Linked DNA regions of Mus musculus: regions 1 and 3 are each linked to region 2. A link is a contact called in public Hi-C and HiChIP or PLAC-seq data. All regions are on one chromosome and are shown on one strand. The core of a region is the stretch at or near the end of the contact, and the rest is flanking DNA. Distances in the headings are between cores, read along the strand shown. Region 1 holds the start of 1810053B23Rik (RIKEN cDNA 1810053B23 gene). Region 2 overlaps Runx1 (runt related transcription factor 1). Region 3 has its middle 16 kb from the start of Gm30695.

What was found. Hi-C and Micro-C count contacts between places; a contact is called where the count stands out from the background. HiChIP or PLAC-seq counts read pairs in DNA pulled down with a chosen protein or histone mark.
Region 1: an H3K27ac HiChIP or PLAC-seq map of large pre-B cells shows a contact between it and region 2, with 5 times the contacts expected there. The contact joins the promoter of 1810053B23Rik here to the enhancer-like site in region 2. A contact is called at or near these places in 4 of 39 promoter capture datasets (the 3T3-L1 cell line, the C10 cell line, frontonasal cranial neural crest and 1 more), 1 of 484 Hi-C or Micro-C datasets (bone marrow-derived macrophages), 2 of 115 datasets of contacts at active chromatin or transcription factors (large pre-B cells and pancreatic cancer cells) and 1 of 9 other capture datasets (embryonic stem cells).
Region 3: a contact with region 2 is called in a Hi-C map of bone marrow-derived macrophages, with 11 read pairs. The contact joins two enhancer-like sites. A contact is called at or near these places in 1 of 484 Hi-C or Micro-C datasets (bone marrow-derived macrophages), 6 of 115 datasets of contacts at active chromatin or transcription factors (T-cell acute lymphoblastic leukemia, embryonic limb bud, embryonic stem cells and 3 more) and 1 of 9 other capture datasets (embryonic stem cells).

Annotation. Positions count from the first base shown.
Region 1 is chr16:93,356,681-93,360,988 of GRCm38.p6, forward strand. 1810053B23Rik (RIKEN cDNA 1810053B23 gene) reads right to left here and starts at 2,032. Exons shown (of 4, transcript NR_040489.1): 1 at 1,945-2,032.
Region 2 is chr16:92,642,620-92,646,774 of GRCm38.p6, forward strand. Runx1 (runt related transcription factor 1) reads right to left here. Exons shown (of 8, transcript NM_001111021.2): 6 at 1,535-1,726. Among named protein-coding and RNA genes, the nearest start is that of Gm30224, 49 kb to the left of the region's middle. Within about 2 kb of position 2,247, at least 112 of the 459 cell types and tissues checked have an H3K27ac peak or open chromatin away from gene starts, as enhancers often do. A contact at or near this core is called in bone marrow-derived macrophages, where this site is marked.
Region 3 is chr16:93,545,363-93,549,302 of GRCm38.p6, forward strand. No RefSeq gene overlaps it. Among named protein-coding and RNA genes, the nearest start is that of Gm30695, 16 kb to the left of the region's middle. Within about 2 kb of position 1,914, at least 22 of the 459 cell types and tissues checked have an H3K27ac peak or open chromatin away from gene starts, as enhancers often do. A contact at or near this core is called in bone marrow-derived macrophages, where this site is marked.

The sequences.
Region 1 (4,308 bases), core at 782-3,281, 710 kb after region 2:
GTTGCATGGTGTGATGGTTGGAACTTTCCCTTCAAACGTGGTCTATTGGAAACATAATCTCACTCTGACAGCTGGAACGCAGAACCTAGTAACAGGCAGTGGGATCCTGGGGTTTTAGAAAAGAACACTGTTGCAAATTGATTTCTACTGCGCAGGCATCTCACACAAAATGAGCTCGGCCTCACCTGGCACCTGCTGTCCTGAGGTAACTGCCCTCCCTCTACAGCCATCTTGCAGGAGTGGCTAAGATACTAGGCAGATAGTGGAGGTGTCTTGGTTTTGAACTCCCAACTCTAAGAACTGTAAGGTTAATTAATTTCTTTCCTTGTGAATGCCCCAGTCTGTGGTGTTCTGTTTTTATAGCAACACAGGCAGGTAAGACACATGATTTTGGAGCCAACAGAGACTAGATACTAGGAACAGGTCAAACTCCTAAAAATCACTTTGGGCAAGATCTTCCCTTCCCTTCTCCAAGAGAAGTTATTGTCTGGACATTTCTGATGCTGATAGCTCCTACCAGAGACACCATGGCTTGATGGCTCTTTCCAAAGACTCCATGGCTGGTGGGCAAGAGAGCAGGCCTTCTGTGGTGCTGACATGCAGGCAGAAGGGGACCGTGGTGATCATGTGTCTCTGGCAGAAAGAGATTCTGAGATGCTGACATTAAAGAGCTTGAGGGAGTCCATGCCCTGATTCCTGTGATGCACCTCCTGCCCCCAGGCCCCATCATCCACAGATCCGCACCTCCCAAATTTTGAATTCATCAATGAATAATTTTTTCACTTGATCAGAACCCTCATAATCATCTCTAGATATGCAACCTGATATTCCTAAGGGTGTGTTTAGACCTCTGGGCATTTCTGACCATTAGAATCAGCCATATGAGAGTCACCATGAGGTACCGGTTCAAGCCCCAGATGGCCCAGCTTACAGCTCTGTCCACAGTTCTTGGCTCTGAGCTCTTCTACCACATCACACTGGGTGGTTTATTTCCCATCTGCCCTTTGAGTTAGAAGTCAGACGATGTGAAAAAAGTAACTTCCTGTTTAGGAAGCATCCATTTATTAAAACAAAAATAATAGGTCCCCACTAAGGCCTATGACCTTCCCGGCCATGAGCTCTTGACCTAGTTTTCTGTACCAGGGATGGGATCACTCTTCTTGAGCAGGCTCAACTCCAACCAGAAATCAGTTGGTTACTCTCACAATATAATATTATAATTGTATATATTAGATATAACTAATGTGACACAATATATGATGTAAATATAATATAATATAATATAAATAGTCATGCCATTATATCAGTTGGGACATCTTGCCTGGCAGGACATTTCTGTAAGTTCACATCTGGGCAAAACTATAAATGGCCTCTCTGACTCCTCCCTCTCCCTCTCCTCTCTTTAGCTGGGAAGCCTCCCTCCCAGAGCTCATTTCCTTCCACCCTGCAGGGCTTGGGGCTGACTGTCTGATGCCGCGTCCTCTGTAGACCTGGTCATGCAGGAGGAGTTTCCTTTCTGAAGCTCTGTCGTTTGCTGTCAATGGATGGCAATGCAACCCACAGCCAGTCAGCCATGACCCTGTCCTGCTCTGCGTAGCTCCCTCACCCACCTCAGAGGGTGACACTCCTCCATGACCAGACTGAGAGAGATGGCTGAACCATACCAGAGCACAGTCCTCACTGTGAGTGACACACCATCCTGGGCTCATCCTCTCTGTGCCTTCTATCACCTGACCCCACCCCTACCTCTGTTCCTGTATCTTGGAAGTCCTTAGAGGACCTCGAAACTATTTCATCTTGTCATCATTGCGGGCCCCCCACCCACCCACCCTGTCTGTCCTGTTTTGACTCTGTAACAATTTTCTCATTTATATCAGTCAAGAACACCTCAGGCCAAGAACAGACTAAACCGCAAAGGTCTCTGAAGTTCCCGGTCTTCCTTACCACTTTGCTTAAGGGCACTGGCAATGCCCATGTGTTCCTCCTGCATTAGCAAGCTCCGTTTCTTTCTTTTTCAGCATGTGGTTCCACTGGGCATTCTAAATTCGGCACCCTGTTTTTAATGTGTTTATCTAATATCCTTGCCTCTCACCACCTCCCTTGAGGCAAAACTTATCTCCCATGACCCACTGCCAGGCAAACTCCCAAGCAGGCGTGGACCTTCTATGACTTGCCAAGAGTTGCCCAGTCAGTAGTAAGACAAAGCATAAGGACCCATCATCAGAATCCGCTGTCTCCAGGCTAACTGCAGCTCCCACAGAAACAAGAGCATCACCCGGGAGAGAAAGGGAGGCGACTGCAAATCTGATGCTACCTCCTGAGATGGGTCTCAGCTGCGAGTTCTTTCTCGACCATGTTTGCAACCTCCAGCTGTTCCCCTAGAAGAGAGAAACAGAACATATCATTAGACCCTGCTGAGGATGGGGTAGAGACAGATGGTTGGCACTATGGATTGTAGATCATCTCTAGATGGTGGGATTCCATGTAGAGATTTCGGGGTAAAAGAAATATTTTCTAAGGGGAAAATTAAACGTCAGCCAAGAGTAATGAACAGACACTCTGACAGTTCTGCATCATGATGTCTGTTCATGTGTACTGTCTTCCTGACACTTAGAGGCACCTCCTCTCCAAGCACAGTAGACAGAAGTGTCCATCTTTTTATGCTTTTTTTTCTAGCATCCCTTTTATAGCAAAACCCATGAGCAGCCTTTTCCTTATGCCGTGACCCCAGAAGTGTCCTTAGCACTGTTCTGTCATTCCAGAGACAACTCACGTAAGAAAAGGTCACAACACGTGGGACACCGAATGTCTCTCACCAAAAGAGACACTCTGGAAAGTCCAGGTCAGCTGAAGCCTGCAGTACAATGGGCCAAGCTTCCTCTCCCTACTTATTGGATCTGTCCAGACAGCCTGGACAGGCATTTCTGTGCTTCAGGTAGGCAGAGGTATGGTATCTCCTCTCAAGCATAATTAATGTATCCAAAGAAAATAAACACTGAGAGCAGGTGTTCAAATATCCCAAGCAGAGATGAATGCTAAGAAAAGAAATGTAAGTATGATTGAGGAAAAATCTGTTGGAATAAGTAGAGCTCTTCAGACTGTACAGATAAGAAGGTGCAAGAAGCGAGATGTGGGGTCTTTGGGGTATAGTCTGTTCTTTGTCAAAGGTGTCCTTGAGTAGCATTTATGGGAACATGAATAAGAAGGTCGATACAGACCTGGAACAGGAAAAACGCACATCTGGAACTGCAAGTAGACAAGGTCCAAGGTCCTCGGCATGAACAAATGCTAATTGCTCCAACAGGGTCATGGCACGTTGTAAGCACGTACAGTGTTATCCCACTGTACCCTACTCATACGCTCAATTATTCCATGACCGTTGGAAGTTAAAGGAGCCCCTTAGATACATCTATGAACTCCAGCTACACCAATTGATGGGGACCAAAGGGCAGAGGTCAAACATGCTCTCTGACCTTATGAAGGTGATTTTCCATTCAAGGTCAAGGACAGATGAAGTTCTTAGAAGCGCCACACAGACCTAACACCAGCGAGAAGCTCACTGCTATGAGCCTGAGGTTTAAGTGTTGAGTTTGAGAGAGAAACCCAAAGCACACCCAGTCAGCATTACTACAGTCCTGGGAAGAAAAGACTGTAGATAATCAAATAAGAGATAGTGCTCTTCACCTGTGGCCTAGCGGCAGAACATGAAGGCAGGAGTCTGTAATTCATCTTCAGGGGCTGATGGAGATTCCCTTGATTGCTGGAGAAAGTGAGCCAGCCTTAAAAAGCAGAGACAATGGGATGCCTGCCACCTCAAAGGTAGTCGGCCTAAATTATTTTTGATATATTGGCACATCTCTTATGATCTACTAAAAAATTAAATTTTTCATTCATCTATTGTATTCAACAAGCGCCAGTCACAAGCCCGGATTATTAATGATGTCAGCTCGTGTATTACTAAAACAAATGCGTAGCGCTCCCACTTCTGATGACAAAAGGAGAGGCATTTGTTTCAATCACAGGGCACAATCTTATTAAACATTGCCGACTTACTGCCAAGCTGGCTGGTCACCAATGCGCAGTTACGGGACAAATGGAATCAGAGGGCTGTCAATCTTCTGACAGTGTCACTGTCCCCAAAATAATAAACTTAGAGGAGATAAATCTATTATGACTAGGGCACTTTTGCCTTCTTAAATCTGGACTCCTCAAATGCAGAATTTCCAGAACCCTCCCCTGGAGGAACAAGGCTGGTTGGAAAAGCTAGTGACCATGGGCTAACATGACCTGACCAGTGCACATGCATGA
Region 2 (4,155 bases), core at 997-3,496:
ACATACCTAGGAAGAAAGCCTAATTTTTGTGTCTGTTCATATAAAAGAGAGGCGCTGTGCTGTGCTAACACGGTCTCATGTATCTCTGGTTGGCTTCAAGCTGGCTACGTAGCCATGGCTGGCCTTGAACTCTTGATTCTGCTGTCTCCATCCTGCAAGTACTATGATAACTTGACTGTAATACCATGCCTGGGGGTATAGGCTTTCTATATTACATTCTGGAAAATGTGGGCCTATTTGTGAGCCCTGCATGTGTTTCTCCCCAGAGACAGCAATCGGCTCAGATAAAAACCTTATCAAGTAGATGCCCCCTTTTCTCCTGTGAAGCTCAGAGGACACTAGTCTTTGCTTTCTGTGAAGGGCAGAGCCCCACTCCTGCTGCCCATCCTCTGCCCCTTTCTTTGTATGGGCTGCTCATCCCTTCATTTGAGTTGCCCAGGCCTGCATCTCTGCAGGAGTATTGCTGTAAGCATGCCATATTAATAGCTGTGTCCCACCTGTCCCAGAGAAAACTGCCTTTTGGTTATTATAATGGTATATCACTGAACAAACAGATTCCGACGTCAGCCGTCCGACTGGGGAAATGCAGTGAGCATTATCTAACTTGGCACAGAGGGTATGTGCAGTTATTACATCTTACAGCGTGTTTGCCACTGGTGACTGGCCCACAGAGTGACCAGAACTCACGCTACTGATCTGAAAATGTTCTGCCTGATACAGCCCACACCACATACATACACACGCATGCCTCTTTCATATTTTGAAAGAAGAGATATTAAATGAAAACTTAGCATAAAATCTAAAGGCAACAAGAACTTAAAAACCCCTTGCTGGATTTGTATGTGTATGTGTGTTTATACATGTATACACAACACATACATACATACATACATACATGCAAGCAACTGTGTGTATCGTGGCTTCAAGACTAATGGGTAGATAAGAAAACAACATAGTAGAAAACAAGTCTTACAAAAACCTCTCGTCAGCTTCTATACAGGAGGCTATTTGTATCTGAAGGCTCTATAGCTAAAGATTAAACCGAAGGTGGGTTGATAATACAGCTTTTTAAATGTACACATATTGAAATGTATTTTCGTCAGGATTCCCTACGTAATATAACTTGGTGATTGTCAACATAGCATGAATAGCGTGTTAGATGCTAGCCGCAGAACGGATTACAGTCTCCAGGATGATGTCCACAGGCCTAGGCAAGTACTAGGACATATTGAACTCCTGTGGAGTTTGATACCTGGAACCGATAACTGCAAGGGTACCAAGAGAGATACACGCGTGTAGCCATGTACACATATGGCTTCCACAGCCACGATTCCCTCCCATGCTCAGCAGCCACACTTCTCAGAGTAGAGATACTCTGCAGATGGAACAGCGTTCTCCTCATTAAGCTCCCAGCTGATGCTGCGGGGTTTCAACAGTTCCCTTAGAGCACCCAGAAAGGCCTGGCAGCCCCGGTGCTTTCTGCGCCTGGGACTCCAGCAAAGACAGAGGGTAGTGGGCTCCGTGGGGTACTTACCCTGCATCTGACTTTGAGGCTGAGGGTTAAAGGCAGTGGAGTGGTTCAAGGAGGCCCGAGGGTTGGGCGTGGGGGCTGGGTGGTGCGGGCTGACCCTCATGGCCGTGCGCCGCAGCTGCTCCAATTCACTGAGCCGCTCGGAAAAGGACAAACTCCCGGGCTTGGTCTGATCATCTAGTTTCTGCCGATGTCCTAGTGTAGGGACCGGGAGGGGAAGGGAGGAGGAGGAGGAGAGGGAGGCAGGGAAGGAGGGAGGGAAGAGATCAGAAAACGTGTTGTGGAGGGGACTTTTCTTATCTTTCCCCTCCCTCTCCCTTCACCCCCAAGGTGAGCTTGTTGGACATTGCCCCTTGGGCTGGCTGCCTGTGGGAACCAGGGCTATCCTTCTGATAGCCCGCTGAGGTTCCTTCAGCCCACTGGTCCCTGGCTGTTGCCTCAGTCTGGGACTCGGTGCCCACAGCTCTCCGCACATCCCCTCGGGTGGGCAGACACTAGTGAGCGGAACTGCTGATGGTGGCCCCGGGTAAGAAGCCCGTTGCTTGTTGGCTGTGGGCCTCAGGCTGGGAACAGAACTGTGGCAGCCAAGAAAGGTGCCCTCCCGGGGTCAAGAATGCCCTGCCTTCCTGAAAACCTGAGCAGCAGGTCTGAGAGGTGCCAGAGTGGGCCCTGGAACGTAGCAGCGTGTCCCTTCAACAGGAAATTGGGTGCAGCTGCAAACCCACAGCCGAGGAGTGAGATTTCCTGTTACACGCAGGCAGGCACAGGGCATCCCTCTCTGCCCTCACACACCCAGGCCCCTTCCTCCTTCGTACAGGCTCCTCAGAAGCATCCTTACTTCCCTGAAGCCCACTCCCTGGGCGGATCCCTAGGAGGAAGTAGGCAGAAAGGTGCAGCGTGGGTCTGTTCCAATATTTCTAGTAGGCCAGGCCCTTGGGAGCTCAGAGGGAGTGGCCAGCTGGTCTGCTGATTTTCCCTCGGAATGAAAAGCAAGGTGGGATGCTTGCTGTCGTGTAAGGGTGGTAGGTGTCTCTGTTACCAGGAAACAGCAAGTAGGGGCATCCACGTGGGCCAGTCAGGAGGGCTGGGCCTCCCGCTTTTTTTTTTTTTTCCCTCTCCATCCCCTTCAAAGTATTATGCAGACTAGAGATTGTAGAGGAGCCCAGCCTCCCACACAGTCACAGTAGAGATCCATTCCTCCTTTTAAGAGGCCGACTTTGTTGTTTCCTCCTCGTTCTCAAGGTTTGTTTGACTAGAACCGTTGACTGAGCCAGGGCCATTCTCCTGTCAATGGTTACACAGCCTGAGCCACAATCATCCTCCTGTACACAGCCTCACAACAAGACAGGGGAAGCCGTTGGCTTCTGCCCATAGAAATGCTGTTGCTGCTACCCCAGCCCAGCCCAGAGCTACACGGAGGACCCTGGACCATTCTTCCAGCACAGGAGTGGTTACAAGGCTACCCCGCCCACCACCTAGTTCCCGATTGCTACAATTATAAAATTATGTCGTAGAAGTTGTGTTATGGTTTCAAATCCCCGCGGCTTGCTATTTCTTCCTGCTACGGGCCTCCTTGGCACTGCCGACACGGTCTCAGATTCCAGGCCAGAAAAAGGGCCCACTATATTGCAGCGATTTTTATCACTGACAAGACCTGTTTGGCTCCAAATGGAGGAAAAAAAAAAGCTTAAGCATAATATTTGTGTAGTTCACATGCAGCGCTCGCTCTTTCCACGTATCGCCACGGCAAATCTGGACTGTCATTCAGAGCTCACAACACTGGACTCAAACACAAACACCCTGAGTCACGCAGGCTCGGCCGGGGCGCATGGGAGAGGCCTCTTGTAGCCGGAGTATTTAAAGCTCTATGGACAAAAGAGGCCAAGTTCCCGAGCCACCCCCTCCAGCCTTTTACCAGCAGAAGTACAAAAACTTCTTTTTCTAGAGCCTTCTACCTTGCTCAGTCTTAGTATATGTAGTTCGGTGTGCAGCCCTCTCTGGATCCTCCCTCTTCTTTTCTTTGCGACCTAATCAGTCCCCACTCCTCATCCCACCTGAGAAACCTCAGGCTTTCTCACAGAAAAACAATCTGAGCTCTAAAGCCATTTAAAGCGTGATGCGGCCCCTTTTAAGTGTCTGCCGTGGTCTCTCATGCCAGTCAAGGAAGAGGAAGGTGGGAAACATGACGCTGGATAGCTTGTATGGTCTCAGAAAGAATGTGGGTCAGCAAGAGCTTGCAGCAGGCTTTGTCTGTGTCGCAGCCTCGCATTCCTGAGGCACCCAGTGGCATTTTGGAAGAACACCGTGAAGGACAGTGTGTAGCCATAGGAAGGGCATGCGTGTGTGTGTGTGTGTGTGTGTGTGTGTGTCTGTGTGTGTGTCTGTGTGTGCGCGCGTGCGCATGAGCCCCCTCACTTGTGTGCATGATCATTCTAAAGTCAGAGCATCAGTTAATGGTGGTGTCTCTGGCCAGCCTTTGAAGAATGGCTATCTGAGTATCTGGCTCTGTGAATTTGGGGACTTGATCACTGAGAACTCAAACAGGAATAAGCTGTTTGTGGCAAGTGGACAAGCCCCTATGTGGCCAACACACGTGACATATTATTTTTATTTCTCTTCCCTCG
Region 3 (3,940 bases), core at 664-3,163, 900 kb after region 2:
TCCTACCTCCACCAACAGAGGCAGCCTGCTCCAATTGGATCATGCAGTTGCAAAGTGCCCAAGAGCACACTTGCCAGAATTTATTCAAATTCAGCTACAACATACTGGGAGAATATTAACTCTAATTTAAACTTTTAATAAGAGTCTAGTTTGGAGGCTGGAGACGTGGCTCGGTGGTTTGGAGCACCTGCTGCTCTTCCAGAGGACCAATATCTGGTTCCCAGCACCCTCATGACAGCCCAGAATCATCTGTAACTCCAGTTACAAGAAATCCAACACTCTCTTCTGGCCCCTGTGGCTTCCTGCACACATGTGATACACATTGCACACATGTGATATACATGCATATATTTAGGCACATGCACACACAAAAAATAAGTATTTTTTAAAAGAATAAGTTTGATTTGTCAAAGAAAGTTATCTATTGATTCTGTGGTTTACTTGTACAAAAGAAAGATTAAGTTAGGGTCAATTTGTATTCTGTAGGGGTTTTCTCCCGTTTTATTTAGAGCCATAATGGAGCCAATTGCTAGGATTTTCAGGTCATCAAACAGCAACTGAAGTGGAACCATTGCCTCTGTGCTGAGAGGCTCAGTGCTGCGGAACACTGTGTTATGAATGCTAACAAGAGACACAACACTGCAGCAAATGAAAGGCAGAGCTTCTGAGGAACCCATGCTCCCCAACCCAAGATTGCCTTCCCGTGCTCCTCAATCCAAGACTGCCTGCCAGTGCTCCCCAACCCAAGACTCCCTGTGCTCCCCAGCCCAAGACTGCCTGTGCTCCCCAGCCCAAGACTGCCTGCCAGTGCTCCCCAATCCAAGACTGCCTGCCAGTGCTCCCCAACCCAAGACTGCCTGTGCTCCCCAACTCAAGACTGCCTGCCAGTGCTCCCCAACCCAAGGCTATCTCTTACAAACACCCTGACCAATGATCATGGATAGCCGAGCAGTGCAAGTCAGTTGTTAGGCCAACTACTGCCAAGCATTTCCTGGCAAAGCTTTGCTTCTCTTTCTGGTCTGAGATGCGTTGTTTGCTTGGTGAAATCCAAAGACATGAGAACCTCCTATGGTAAATGTTGATATAAGGAAAATGTCCTAGGTGACCAGCCGTATTTATCAAGGTATTATTTCCACCACCTGCATGGAGTTTACCAAGTAGGCGGGGTAGGGTCGCTATCTTGTGTGCGTTCAGCTTGAGTTGCCTGGATACCATGTCTTGGGCTCAACAGGGAACATAAATCTAACTGTGCCTCTCTTTACTTCAGCCATAGGAATTCCAAGTTAGATCATATCACCGGGCCACGTGAGCAAGCCCTATGCATTCTAACTCTCCGTGTGGCTTGCCCAAGCTGCCCTCTGCAACCAAAGGCAGGAAGCATCCCAATTAAAAAGATGTCTTAGAGTCTCATCATACATGGGCAGCTTTCAAGACTTCCTCCCTTCTCAGGCCTCGGTTTGAGGTCAATCACTTCTAATTGCTGGCGATAGAAAGGAGTTGATTGCTAATTCCCTTTCTGTAGCTAAATTGCTGGCACATGTTAATAACATCCTCGTAAGTTCCATTTGTGGTCGGCCATCAGGACCCATTAATTCTAAGATATGTTTGGCTTCCATAAACCAAAAACAGAGAGGGAATTTGGGGGAAAAAATCAGCCTAGAAAGGGGCATGGCTGTACATTCCATAGTAGAGATAAAACTTTACAGTTGTCACTACTGAGAAACCTTAAAATACTACCAAAAACTGTGAGAAAAAGTGTGTGTGTGTGTGTGTGAACATGAATGTGCCTGTATGTGCATGCATGTGTGTATGTGAATATGCAGGCATGCATGTACGTACATGGGCACCTGTGCGTGTATCTAGAGTGATCTGCTGTTGCCTAATTCTGCTCCTGGGTAGAGTGGGTGGAGATGGTAAGAAGAGGCTGCTGTAACCGATGACTGGTAGCAAGCTCAGCAGCAGAGAGCAACTGGGGGGGTGGGGAGGGCAGGAACTGCAGGGAGCAGAGGCAGCTGGGCTGAAAGGGGAAGCTGAGACAATGCAGAGTCAGGCCTTGGATGAGGGAAGGCTGCAAAGAGTTAAAGTTAAGAGGCAGCAGCAAAAGTTGATGCCAGCTGCTGCTATGAGCTAAGGGTCCCAACATCCAGAGCTTAAGAGATATGACCTGACCCACGGAATCCTGCTGCTATGATCCATACACGAGGGTGGTCCCACTGTCTGGGCCCAGGGCAGGAAGCCTCCCAGCCTGCGCCTCTTGTGGGGAGCTTGGGACTATATGCCCAGTCGTGGGGACCCAGATCTGGAACTCAGAGCTATATGCCTCTGGGTCTGTTAGTCCAGCCTACATCTGGGACAAAGAGACCCAGAAGTCCCACCGCCACTGTTTGCTTACTTACAATTTTAGCCTAAGAGGAGCAAAGGAACCCAGACTGTGCATCGGTAGCAGAAGAGAAAAGCCCACTCACCCCTGTACACTTTTTTTTGTAATTTTTTATGAGCCTATGATTATTCCCAAACATAAGGTTAAAGACAAAATAGAATGAGTTCCATGCAACCTGCTTTGTAACTTCACCGAGGTAGTGGGGACAGGTGCTTACATTCTCTGTCATACCCAACTTTCTGACCTCGCTACTGTCTACCCGGAGCCACTTCAGGAATCTAATTATGACTAGATGTTCCTCTTGGCTCCCTTCTAACCATTTACAAGCCAGATCACTGTGCATCCTCTCCAGAGACAGCTGGTCAGGACGAATATTGTAGCAGCTTGCACAGTTTCTCCCCGTCTCCCACACACAGGCCTCCCTAACCCCAAGCTATCACTACACTAAGCTGGATCATGGGCCAGGAGGAAATGCTTTGTTGACAGGCCAGTTGTCCCCTCAAGACTTCTGGTCAGCAGTAAAGCCCAGGGCATGCACACCCAAGACCACAGGCAAAGAACCACAAGCCAACATTTTCTGTCACCACATCCAAAGTATCTTCCTGTTATACAAAGAAGCAAGCCACCACACCACTGCCACCACCACATTCCTGATACCACCATACTGTCACCACCACATGGCCAGAACTGTACAAAGTGCACTTAATCAACAGAAAATATCTTCGTGTTATAACACTGGGATAATTTCTCATCCCTCTAAACTATCCCCACCCCCAGAGAATGTCTGACAGGACTGACTGGTTGGAGTTAAACAACCAGATTCAGATTTTCAAACAAACAAGCGAGCAACTATTCAGCTTCTTGAGAGTCTGAGTGGATGGCAGACACCACTGTGGAGCAAGAAGAGGCTCTGCACCAGGAGGTGGAGTTGAGTCGGGACCGTGGAACATGATGGTATGGGGTGTGTGCTCCTCCTACCCTGGTCCATCCGACCCTGTGCTCTGCATCCTGCTTGCTGATACCATTCCCCACAGAGAAAGAAAATCTTAAAGAAATGTTTAAGAAGAGGAGCCCTCAGATTCCCACAACTCCACACTTGGCACTTTCAGTGAGTACTGTAAAGACAAATGAGGGGCAGAAATTCAGGGGGAACAACCCGAGGGGCCGCGCCCAATACACCCAACTGCCAGGAAGAAAAGAAGTAGAAACCAGCTTTCACTGCCTTCTAAACACGAGTGTGCAAGAGAGGGAAGGAGAGAGAATTCACGTTGTTTGTCTTAAATATGACACGGCCAGACTCTGTCTGGTCATTGGGCAGCTGGGGGGTGGGGTGGGGAAGACACAGGAGACACACAGAGAGAGACATCCCATCCTGTCTCCATTGCTTGTTTTAGTTTGGTTTGGTTTGGTTTAGTTTGGTTTGGTTTGGGTTTTTTTGTTGTTGTTGTTTTGTTTTTTGTTTTTGTTTTCTTAGCAGAAAGATGTGTGTGTTGGCAGAGCATTTTCCAATCAAACTCAGACTTACACTCCCAGCCAGTAGTTGGGTAACAGTAAGACAGT